Linked DNA regions of Mus musculus: region 1 is linked to region 2. A link is a contact called in public Hi-C data. All regions are on one chromosome and are shown on one strand. The core of a region is the stretch at or near the end of the contact, and the rest is flanking DNA. Distances in the headings are between cores, read along the strand shown.

The links. Hi-C and Micro-C count contacts between places; a contact is called where the count stands out from the background.
Region 1: a contact with region 2 is called in a Hi-C map of bone marrow-derived macrophages, with 31 read pairs. The contact joins two enhancer-like sites. A contact is called at or near these places in 1 of 15 datasets of contacts at CTCF or cohesin (pro-B cells), 16 of 484 Hi-C or Micro-C datasets (CD4 T cells, CD8 T cells, Th2 cells and 9 more) and 1 of 115 datasets of contacts at active chromatin or transcription factors (T-cell acute lymphoblastic leukemia).

Annotation. Positions count from the first base shown.
Region 1 is chr10:14,187,745-14,193,640 of GRCm38.p6, reverse strand. No RefSeq gene overlaps it. Among named protein-coding and RNA genes, the nearest start is that of Gm51759, 63 kb to the right of the region's middle. Within about 2 kb of position 4,595, at least 27 of the 459 cell types and tissues checked have an H3K27ac peak or open chromatin away from gene starts, as enhancers often do. A contact at or near this core is called in bone marrow-derived macrophages, where this site is marked.
Region 2 is chr10:13,944,966-13,950,766 of GRCm38.p6, reverse strand. No RefSeq gene overlaps it. Among named protein-coding and RNA genes, the nearest start is that of Hivep2, 19 kb to the left of the region's middle. Within about 2 kb of position 4,091, at least 46 of the 459 cell types and tissues checked have an H3K27ac peak or open chromatin away from gene starts, as enhancers often do. A contact at or near this core is called in bone marrow-derived macrophages, where this site is marked.

The sequences.
Region 1 (5,896 bases), core at 3,346-5,845, 240 kb before region 2:
TGGGGTCACAGGAGGATACCCTGTGTGACAGCTGGGTTTCACCCCTCTCTAGGCTCACCACACCCTTGGATAGCACAATTCAGTGTCGTTCGAGGAAGAGACTTGTTGACTGTCCACTCCCTGACATAACAATGAGACGATCTTCACAGCCCCATCATTTCTAAAGAAAAGGCAGTGAGCTTTGACCATTCCTGATAGGAAGGAAAAGAAAAGTCAAACTTTTACATCTCCCGGGCAACCAACGATGAGCCTTCTTTGAGCCCCTGATTTCAAAGATGACTAACTCTTCATTCTTTAAGCACTGCCCCTGTGTCTGACCCTGGAGCACCCCAGTTCCCTGGGGAACTATCATCTCTAAGCTGAGAATAGACTGGGGAGCGATGATGAAGAGAGCTAAAGCTAGTGTGCTCAGACCTCCGTGGCCATGGGTTTTCTCAGAGGTGTTGCAAAGTGCAAATCCGGAAGTGCTCCTCGCCAGCATTCAGAAGCTCTGCTGTACCCACTCCGTGTGCAGGATGTTTGTCTGTCTGGTATCCATCAGTCACAGAGGCAACACCAAGTTGCTGACATCTCCACATGCATGCAAGGGCTGATTGCATGGACCTATGAAACTCAATTGCAGACCCTCCAAGCAAGCCTTAGGTTTTCCTACAACAGTTTCTTCTAACCAATTCTTTTAACCAATAATGCAGTGTCCTCTCCACTAGGCCATTCAGATTAGGAAGCACTAGAGGCCCTATAGGAAAGAGCATGTCCAGTTCCCTTGGAAACTCTAAGTAATAAATATCTCTGCTAATGATATTACTCTATGCCAGTCATCCACCTAGACACAAATCTACCTTGGCGTATCCTTATATACACATCACAGCTATGGCAATACTGTCCTGGGGTCATGGTCTCCTGAAGATAGGTCAGCAGCATCTTCTTCTATAAATAGGGTGACCATATGTCCTCCTGTTCTCCACAGAGCCCCAGCTTTACCCCTGTTGACCTATGTCAAAACAAATACTTAGCTCATCCCCTCTCATGTCCTGAATATAAATCATATGGCCATCCTAATGGAACATTTAACCACTCATTAAATAGATAAATGTCTTTTATTTAAAAAAAAAACAGAGAACTAATTACAATGTAATCATTGGGCCTCACATCGTCACTTGAGAAAAGGATCTTGAAATGAGCATTACAGACTTTCTAAAAATACCCATGTTTGTCCTCCATACGCAGGGAGTTAAGGAGGGAAACCAGCTGCATGAAGTGTGTATACAAAGCGAACAGTGATGACACTGGACTTTTTTTTTGTGGTGAGAACTGAGAATGTGGTCCATTGGGACTAAGAAGCCTTACAAGGATAAGAATCACAATGGGTCTACCAATTGCTCAGTCACCTCCATGTGTCTCAATCTTTGATAACTGAGAAGCTGTCTAATTACTCATTTGTGATTCACACCCTAAGTGCGCTGTATAGTATGGACACTCACAGCTTGTACCCTCAAGCAGCTTATTCTACAGAGTAGCAATAATAAACATGGGAAAAAAATTTTTTAAATGTAAGCATGAGTCATTATAGCCCATCCAAGGAAGCATTTATTCCAATTCTTGGGGTTACAGCTGAACTTTGACGCAAGTTGTGAATATACAGGATAGCAAACTGCAAGACCTTAATGATAGCTGAGCCAGTGGACCTAGAGACTGTTGCTGCTGCTCAAAAATACAAAAGACACACCTGAAGAAGCTATAGCTAGAGGTTAGGAGACAGTCCAACCCCAAAGACATGCAATTACCCAATTGCTACAGTCAATTTGATTTTGGATCCTGTTTGTTTGTTTGTTTGTTTGTTTGTTTGTTTGTTCTGGTGTGAAGAATTAAGATCCTTAGGGACTACCAGTAATAAAAATTACTAGAGCGCAAATGGAGATAACTGATTATGGATGCTTCAGATTTTCAACATGTACCCAAACTACTTTACTGTTCCTCAGGTAAAGAGGAGTGGTGACCCCTATCCTTCAACACATCAGCTTTTGTTCCATGAGAGAATTCGAGTCTGTAGAAGAAGCTCACATGCCGTTCTCCAAGAGAAGTCTGTCTGAGGTTGTCTGCAGTCAAGCCCGAGAAGCCTGCGACAGCGCATATGTCAATGAGAAGTCACCAGTTATGAATGTGCCTCGGCTGGGTTTTGCTTCTCTGCACCCTCATCGGATGCAGGGTTGTTTTGGTCTTCTACAGAGTTATAAATAAAAAAGCAAGCTCTAAAGATTTGCTGAAGCAACGCTGAGGCCGGAGGAGCAATCTGGCTTAATTGGCCTGACTTAGACACTGTTCCTGGCATATGGTCTTGCTTTCCCTGGCCGCAGTGACTTCCTATAAAAAGAAACACTTAAAACTGGCCCCTGGAATTATTTAGAGCTATGAGATATGAGATGGGGGATACTGAAGATGCGTTTCCCCTAAATTTTTTTCTTAAAGATAAGGAATACCAGTGTTTAGAGATCTGTTTAATGGAATGTCTCAAGCGACATTCATTTACTTCAGAAGAAAACAGATAGATTCTAACCCCTAGAAAATATAATTCATTGTTGCTATATACACAGGAGCCTCTGTTGTGTGACTGGTACATATGGATTAGGTTAAAGAGTAGCATATATGCTGTGCCCCCCAAAAGAAGTTAACGCCTCATAGATCAGTCCAGGGGAATCCCAAGGTGCCGCATTGGGTTCTCAGCAGTACCCTCTACTTGCCACTCCTCTCCTACCACCTTACCCATCATCAGCTTTCTCCATGGTGGTCCTTGCTGCCCAAACCCTGGAAGGCAAGAACTGGGTTTGAGAAACTCATCCACTAACGGGTATTTATAAAATGCCCTACCAAACAGCATTCTTGAATGCGAAAAGTCAGGCACTACACTATTATAAATGCTTCATCTTATTAAATCATAACAACTCCATATGTTATATTTTCCCATTTGGAGGGATAAGGAAAAGAGGTTTGGGGTGGTTGTCGAATACCATCTGTTAATGAAGATATGTTGGGCTTGGACCCAGGTCATTTGAATGATAAGCCTATCTTCTTTATCTGAATGGAGCAATAGCTCCCTGGACATCAGTGGCACAAATCACAACAAAGCAGATGCACTTCCCCAAGAGCACAGTAATGAGATGGACATTCCATTGGATTTTTCCCAGACTCTAAGAAGTATAAAGGATCAATAAAAAGTGTGCATATTTCAGACACGCAGATGCTTCAATGTAGGGAAGGACTTTGCGCTAGCTCTCTCTTCAGATTGCTGTGAAAAACTTCTCTTGATACTTGGATTCTAAACATTTTGAATTGTCTTTTAAAACTTATTTTCTGTCTCCAAGTGTTTATCTGCATGTATGAACGATTACCACATGTGTACCTGCTGCAGGCAGAGGCTAGGGTATCAGACCCCCTTGAACTAGAGTTACAAATGGCTGTGATTCATCACATGGTACTGGGAATCAAACTTGTGGCCTCTACAAGAACAAGCGCTCATAGCTACAGATCCATCGCTCCAGGATGGATTCTAAATTTTTCAATAGCTATACAAATAAATCACACCAGGTAAAATGATTCTGGCACTGAAATTGCTTCCACTTTTCACAGAAAAACAAATGCAGGGCGTGTTAATTTTGGCAAATTCATTGAATTAAGAGATACCCAGTGGAAGGCCTCTAGGTGTGTTTGTGAGAATTGACAGGGGAGAGGATCATTTCTGAGTGTGGCTATCATTGTCTCAAAAGCTGGGGTCTCAAATGGAATAAAGGAGGAACGAACAGCTTAAGAGCAATCTCTCTCTCTCTCTCTCTCTCTCTCTCTCTCTCTCTGTGTGTGTGTGTGTGTGTGTGTGTGTGTGTATTTCTGTGTGTTTGTCTATCTGTCTGTCTATCTATCTATCTATCTATCTATCTATCTATCTATCTATCTATCTATCTATCTATCTCATTCTGCTTTCTGGCAGCCATAAAGTAAGATGCTGTGTCATGCCCACTTCACCATAATGAACAGCTACCTCTGAAACCATGTGCCAGAATCTGTCCTCCCTTCTAAAAGGGTTATAATTTCTGGTTCACATCCCAGAGCCTTCTTTCTGTTATTACACCTTCTTCTTCATCACCATTACTACTTGTCTTCCTCCCCTGAGCTCCTGATCAACCTACTGCCCTGCCCCCAGAGTCCAGCTCCCAGAAACCCTCCCCGTTACAGTAAGTAGCTGGAGAGGAAGAATAATAAACTTGTCTCAAACCACTTCAGAAAACTCTATCACCCTTTCAACTTCCCTCTCCTCCCTCCTGCCTCCACTCTGAGCTCTACTCTCTGGCCATTCACTTCCTCTTCCACAACAGACGAAGACATGCTGGAGAACCCCAGGGCAAATCCTAGAGCATACCAGACAAGATATGTCATAAGGAAGACTGTTACACCAAGGTCAAATGCTTACTGACATTTCTCGGGCTCTCGGAACAAGAGTGTGAAATCAACTCCCTGCCACATAAACTCAGCCACAGGGATACTCACCCAATTACCTGCAGAAAAATCTTTGCTCATTGTCTCTAACTTTCACCAATGGGATTTTCAAGGCTGTCTACACAGTGTCCATCTAGTCTGAGCTACACACTGTCCTGCTTTGGTGTAATTACTCCCAGATGACTAGACACAGAAGTTAACTCTGGCAAGAGTATCTTCCCAGAGGAAGGCTACTGAGACACAATAAGGCTTTCCCTCTCTTCCCAGACTCTTTCTGAGGAAAACCCACTTTCCAGACACTTGTCAGCTCATTTCCATTTGCCTCCTCAAATTCCTTGGGATTGTCCTTGGTAATTAATGCCCTGGCAATACTTCTTGTGATGTCACAACAGGGCATGCGATAGCAAGGCCAAGATGTCTCTGTGCATAGCATCTGATCAAGGTCTTCCTGCCGTGTCCAGTCTGAGGAGCCCCTCCAGCTACTGTCTGAGAGAAGATGTTTGTGCTTTAGGGAAATCTGTAGGCAATTTAGAAGTTTGTGCCCGAAGCTCAAATTGTACTCTTTGTTTAAAGTGGGCAAAGCAATGCAATGCCTTCCTTCTAACAAAGTCTCTCGGGTTCTAGTTTCTCAAGTCTGCTTAGACATGTCTAAAAAGATGGCATCGAAGAAGGTCAAGTTAGAGGGGATGCAGCTATGTGACTTATGCAAGCCATTTTGGATTAGAGATACAGAACTAGTCTAATCGTGTAAGCCCCCCAAACTAGAGAAATTTTCCTGCTGAGATCAGAGAGGTGGGTAATGGGGAACACTGATGGTTTTGAAGGTGGAGAGACCATGAGTAGAGTGATACATATGTCCTTTAAAGAATGAAAAGGCAAAAGAGATGATTTTTCCTCCAGAGCTTCCAAGTCATGTGAGCGCCTTCATTTACCCCAGAGTGGGACTTCTCCCCTCTGGACTGTAATGGAATGCACCAGTGCTGTTCTAAACAAAGACCTCTGTGGCAGTTAATTGTAACAGAGAAAGGGAACCAGCTCAGCCCCAGAAACAAGAAGAGACAATCAGGGACTCTTTACTTCTGTGTCAGATTGGAGTAGTAATCACAAAACATCTACCGCTAAACTGGCAGGTATTTCTCAGTACAGTCTGCAACAGCGGCTTGTTAGTTTAACACAGGATCACATGCAACCCAGGATAACTTCGAACTCACTGTGTAACCAAGCATGACCTCAAATCTCTCATCCTTTAACCTCCACTTCCCAAGGGCCAGAATTACAAATGCATGCCACTGTGCCAGGTGCCACTGTCACAAGTGTGAAGAAAATGTCACTTTGGCTCCACATGGGCCCTGCTGCTAACTTTGAGAGTAAACGTAAGTTTTGAAAAGGGAAAGAAGCAAACAGAAATAAA
Region 2 (5,801 bases), core at 2,842-5,341:
TTAAATTCAGCCGGGCCTCTGCAACTTTGTGAGTCTCTATCTCCAAATAAAAAGTGTATAGGAAAAAAAAATGGTGTGTAGGAAAAGAAATCTCTTAAACTCTTGAGTGACTTAGTCTGTTCCTGTGTATTGTGATGCTAAATTCTGTATCTGAAGGTCAAGGTACCTATGATGGAATTCTTGACATTACTGGCTTTTATTGTAGAAACCTTGTTTCCTTCCTTTAAAACTATTGGTTAAATAAAAATGGTAGAGCCAATTACTGGAAAGATTAGAGACAGGCAGGTTTTGAGTTACCTAGTTGGGGGTAGCAGAGAGAGGAGAGAGGAGACAGGAGAGAAGGGAGGAGGTGGAGAAAGGAGGAAGTTACCATGAGAGGAGGTGGACCAAGAGCACTTGGCCAGGAGAAACAGCAAGGACTTGGGGTATATCTCATGAGAAAGTAATCAGGCCAGCAGCTAGAAAAGTAGATTAGGAGTAACCTCCCAGTAATTGTCAAAGCCAAATAAAATAACTATAGTCTGACTGTCATTCATCTATAAGCTAGCCAGGGATAAGTTTAAATTGGTTCAACTAGGGTAAATTTCTGAGAGTTTATTAGATTGGCTTTCCAATTTTATGACATGAATCAGTTCACCTGGATAGAAAAGCTGTGAGTCTATTCAGGTCCATGAGACTGGCTGTCTCAGCAATCCCCATCTGGTCCTAGAGGGTTCCTAGAAAGCTCCTGGTCTTCAGTCTATGTTGGGATCCACAAGATGTAGGTTCTAATACCCTCAAAGGAATACTTCTGCAACAGGAGAGATGAACTTGTTGGCATGAGTAGTCGAGCAGGCAAAAATTGAAATTCTTCTTCCCTGTCCCTTGCATGGTCTGTTACCAGAAGGAGTGGCCAAGATTTAGGGTGAGTCTTCCCATATCAAATAATCTAATCAAGAAAATCTCTCCTGAGCTCTCCCAGCTCCTTGGGTTTTTAGTTGATTCCAGATGTAGTCAAGTCTACAGCCATAGGACCCCAATGTGCCCAATCCCTTCTTACCCAGTTGTAGTCAAATTGACAAACAAGATTAGCTATCACAGTTGGTAAATCAGTCTTGTAGGATGCCTGTGCTCAGGGTCTATGGATGGGTTCAGGGATCCAGGCTCCATGGGCAAGAACAAGGTGGCTGTACTGTCAACTCGAGATATGGGTCCCAGTATTGACCTTGAGCTAGATATAGACTTCCTCTCTGGACCTCCACCCCTTCCTTTATCCAGATAACATGGAGGTTAGGAATCCCCAAGAAAGAAAGATGAAATCTAAACCGCTAAGAATGAAGCAGAAAAAGAGGATAGGAGAGAGTTAGCTTCAGCTGCTCCACCATGCTCTTCAGGGCAAAGCATGGATGCTGTCTCAGGGTTTCTATTGCTGTTAAGAGACTCCACGACCACAGCAACTCTTAATAAAGGCAAACATTTAACTGGGGCTGGCTTACAGTTTCAGAGGTTTAGTTCATATCACCATAGTGGGACGTCATGCTATGCCGGTGGACATGGTGCTGGAGAATTCCACATCTTGATCTGCAGGCAGCAGCAGGAGACTGTGTCATACCAGACAAACTTGTGCTTATAAGACTGCAAAGCCTGGGCCGGGTGGAGCACGCCTTTAATCCCAGCACTTGGGAGGCAGAGGCAGGTGGATTTCTGAGTTCGAGGGCAACCTGGTTTACAAAGTGAGTTCTGGGACAGCCAGGACTATACAGAGAAACTCTGTCTCAAACAAACAAACAAACAAACAAAACAAAAACAAAAACAAAAACAAAAAAACCCAGAAAAAGAGACTGCAAAACCTGCCTCCAAAGACACACTTTCTCCAACGGCCGTACCTCTTAATAGTGCCACTCCCTATGAGCCGAACATTCAAACACATAAGTTTATGTGGGCCATTCCTGTTCATACTACCATGGATACCCAGTTTTAAAGAAACTGGTACTTTTGGAGTGGCTGGAAGTAAGGATCACAAGTCAGATTAGGATTGAGGGCTCACAAGTCAGATTAGGGTTGAGGGCCATGCAGTAGCAAGTCAGTATGCTACCTGCTCAGAAATGAGATTGTTTCTCATGACCAGACATGTCGAGGTTATGTGTTTTTCTTTAAAAAATAAGTCTTTTACTTTTACTTACTATTTCTGGAATTCTGGTAACAATGACGTTATCCACTTCTAGGCAGCCTATCCGTCTGATTTCTGATGAGCTAGAAGCTTTTTTTGTCTAGCTTTGAGCCTTGAGTGAAGAGGAGGAGAGGGTGGGGTTAAGTGGAAATCCAGTGGCCACCGTGCTTTGCTCTTAGCTAGACATTTGACCTAAACTAGGATTGACAATTAGAAACAGTATATCAAGGGAGGGAGTACAAGTGTAGGTATTGTTTTGACCCAGAGGAACATGCCCAGCAAGGAGAGAGCTGTTCACATTGTGCAGAGTGAAGGGGGAAAGGGGAACTCAGTTAGCCCTTACTGGGATGACGTCAACACAACCTATAGCCACTGAGATGGCTCCCTGTGCCCATCTATGTGGATCGTGAACCCAACCATGGAAAGACCGGTGTGCCAGAGCAATGAATTTTGTACAATTAAGAGAGGAAATCCATGCTCTGTTTAGAAATACTTCACAAGGCTGAAGAAGAGTTAGATAATTTCTAAAACATTTTGTACTTAAGATTTCACTGCATTTGAAGAATTAACCTATAGATGTAAGGGTGCTCTTGATTATTTTCACAAACTAATTCAACATTAGAGTCATTTATTTTATATCTCATAAAGCCATATTTTTAATTAAGAAAAAAACTTACTCAGTATGTTCTTTATAGTTGGCTTTCTTGCATATAGCGATGAATATGTCAAATCTTTTCATTCCAACAAATTAATATGATCCATTCCCAGCCAATGTCCTCTAATTTTATTTTCTCTCTAGTCATTTCTCCTCAGTGAGACTATAGAATCTATAGAATCACAACTGGCAGATGGATAAATGATGCCCTGTGATAAATAAACACTTTGCATTTTTGTTTCATTTCAAACAGGATCTCACTGTATAACTCTGACTGTCCTGGAGTCCACTGTGTAGACCAGGGTAGCCTAGAACCCAGAACTCAAAGAAATTCACCTGCCTCTCCTAACCGAGTGCTGTGATTAAAGGTATATGCTACCACGGCCAGCTGGCACTTTGCATTTTATTCTCCTTTCTTATCTTTTTTTCAGGGCTCTGTCTGCTCACCATGGTACTGCCCCTGAAATGCATGAGGCTCCCTCTGATAAATAAATCCTCACCTAATACAGTTAGAGCTATACTCAAAGCAGGCCAACGTACAAGAAGCAGTATGCATCCAGTATGCAGCTAGCTGGTTTTGTTCTTGATATCTGTCCTTTAAGACAATGGTTATTTTCCAACAATCAAGGATCTTGAAAAAGTATTTGGAGATTCCTGACCTGGGCATCTGGTATGAAAAGCTCCCTCAAATGTTACCTGGGGAGATTATCACTTGACTAACTGGCAAAACAGTTCATAGTATATCAAACGTTGCTAAACCATAAGGGTAAAGAAAAATTACTTTTGAATATGTGTGTGTGACCTTTCCTTCCATATGCGTACAGTAGGGGGAGGGAGAGAATATCATGTGACAATTACCTTGATGACAATGAGGGATATTTTTAACACTCCAGACCGCCTCCTATGCCCTTTCCCAGTCAATAAACCCCCAAACCAATCTGTATTCTAACTCCTACCTTCATCTACTGATTTTTGAGTAAAGAGATATGCTTCCTTATTTATAAGTGCCCTCGTGCTAGGTATTGTTAAGTGACTAGAGATAGAGGCGAGAACAAGGCAGATAAAGGCACGAAGGTACACGAGGAAACATGGGGAATGAATAAGACTGATGATAAGAATTGTAAGAACAAACCAAGTCATCAAGAGGCAATAGACTTGTTGTGGGACCAAGACTGGACGTCAGCAGGGGCGTTCACAGGGTTGACAATTTTGCGCTTAGCACTGAATGACAGGGAGAGGCCATCAGAGAAAGGGAACAGAAAGTGCAGAAGCTCAAGACAGAAACAGCTCAGCACCATGAGGAACCGAGAGCCAGCACGGTTGGGCTGAGGTTGGGGGAGTGAGCAAAGGGCCTGAGAGCTGACCAAAAGCTTAGACAGAGGCAAGCACAATTACTGGGTAGGCCACTTTCAAAGGAGGGGAAAGAAAGGCATAGGGGATAATCACTCACATACACACACACACACACACACACACACACACACACACACACACACTAATTATTTTAAAGCAAATTTTTCACAGAAACAACCTTTCAGACTTGGATAAACAGAGGCTGCTGGGTAGGACTTACAACTAGGTGGCAGGTCAGTGAGGGAAAGATTCCAAAGCCATGGACTTTGTGAAAACATAATTATACACACTGAATATAACAAAAGGAAAATAGTTCTTCAGGTAGCAAGCCTTTCAGAATGTGGGTGCTTTTCTTCTCATTTTTCTAGGGCTAATTAGAGAGAGCTGGGAAACACAGTGCTGCCCACGGCCCTGCCAACCCATTGTGGGCATTTCTAATTTCAGATAAATGAAGCCCTTGGTTACCACCCCCGGCTTGTCTTAGAACATCCATTGTATTATCAGAATAGATGAGCAAAAATAATAGCCTCTGGGTATCTCTAAAGGGTACCTTTCTCTATGGTAAGATGCAAACTCAAATCACATCACTGTGTTAATAAAACAACTCTAAATTTACTTTACTCTTGCATACTGCCCTCTTAAAAACCCAATTTTTATTTCTTTCTGTCTTTCTTTTCTTTGTTTTTTTTTTGACATTTTCCCATAAAAATGCGATATATTTGACTTAAACAGAGCACTAACATTTTCATGCATATGTAACTATAGATCTCGGATACCTTAATCAGTTTTTGTTTGTTTGTTTGTTTAGCAAATACTATTTCTGGTCACATGGATACATGTAAATAAATTTAACAGTTATCTGATAGAAGGTCAACTGACACCCTTAAAATCTGTGTTTTTATTAAGTAAAACATGATGCTTTACTGGGTAGGAGGATAAAACCTCAATAAGAAAGTATGTGGTTAGAACAGTAATTTCCGGGGACTGAACAGAGGTGGCCCATAATTCAGAGCACTTGCTGCTCTCTCAGAAGACACAGTTGTTTAATTCCTGCTGTCCAGGTGACCTGTTTCCTCATCCTTTTTATGGGCAGAATAAGATCCCAGAAGATTGTTCAGAGGGTAAAATGAATACATGAAGATGGGCTGGGGAGATGGCTCAGGGGGTATCATACTTGCTCTGGAAGCAGAAGGACTTGAGTTCAGATCCCCTGCAGTCATACACACACACACACACACACACACACACACACACACACTCACACTCACACTCACAAAATCAGACATGGAGCATACCTGTAATCTCAGCAGTGGGAAAAGGGCTAGGAAGAATCCTGAGGCCCTATGGCCAGCCAGTCCAGCTGAAAACTAAGCTTTAGGTCTCAAAAACTAAGGTAGTGATTTCAACTGAGGAAAAAGTTCTGATGTCAACTTCTGGCCTCTGCAAGTGCCTGTATCCTTACATACGTATAGATGCTCATGCACCTTACACATATGCACACGAACACACATACACAAAATGCAAGCAAATTTCTTTTTAGGAAAGCACATAGGAAGAAATGAACATGTACTAACATGGTGATAAAGGTAACTGCAAATCCTTATCCAGTGTGGTAGTATGAATAGGAATGGCCGCCACAGACTC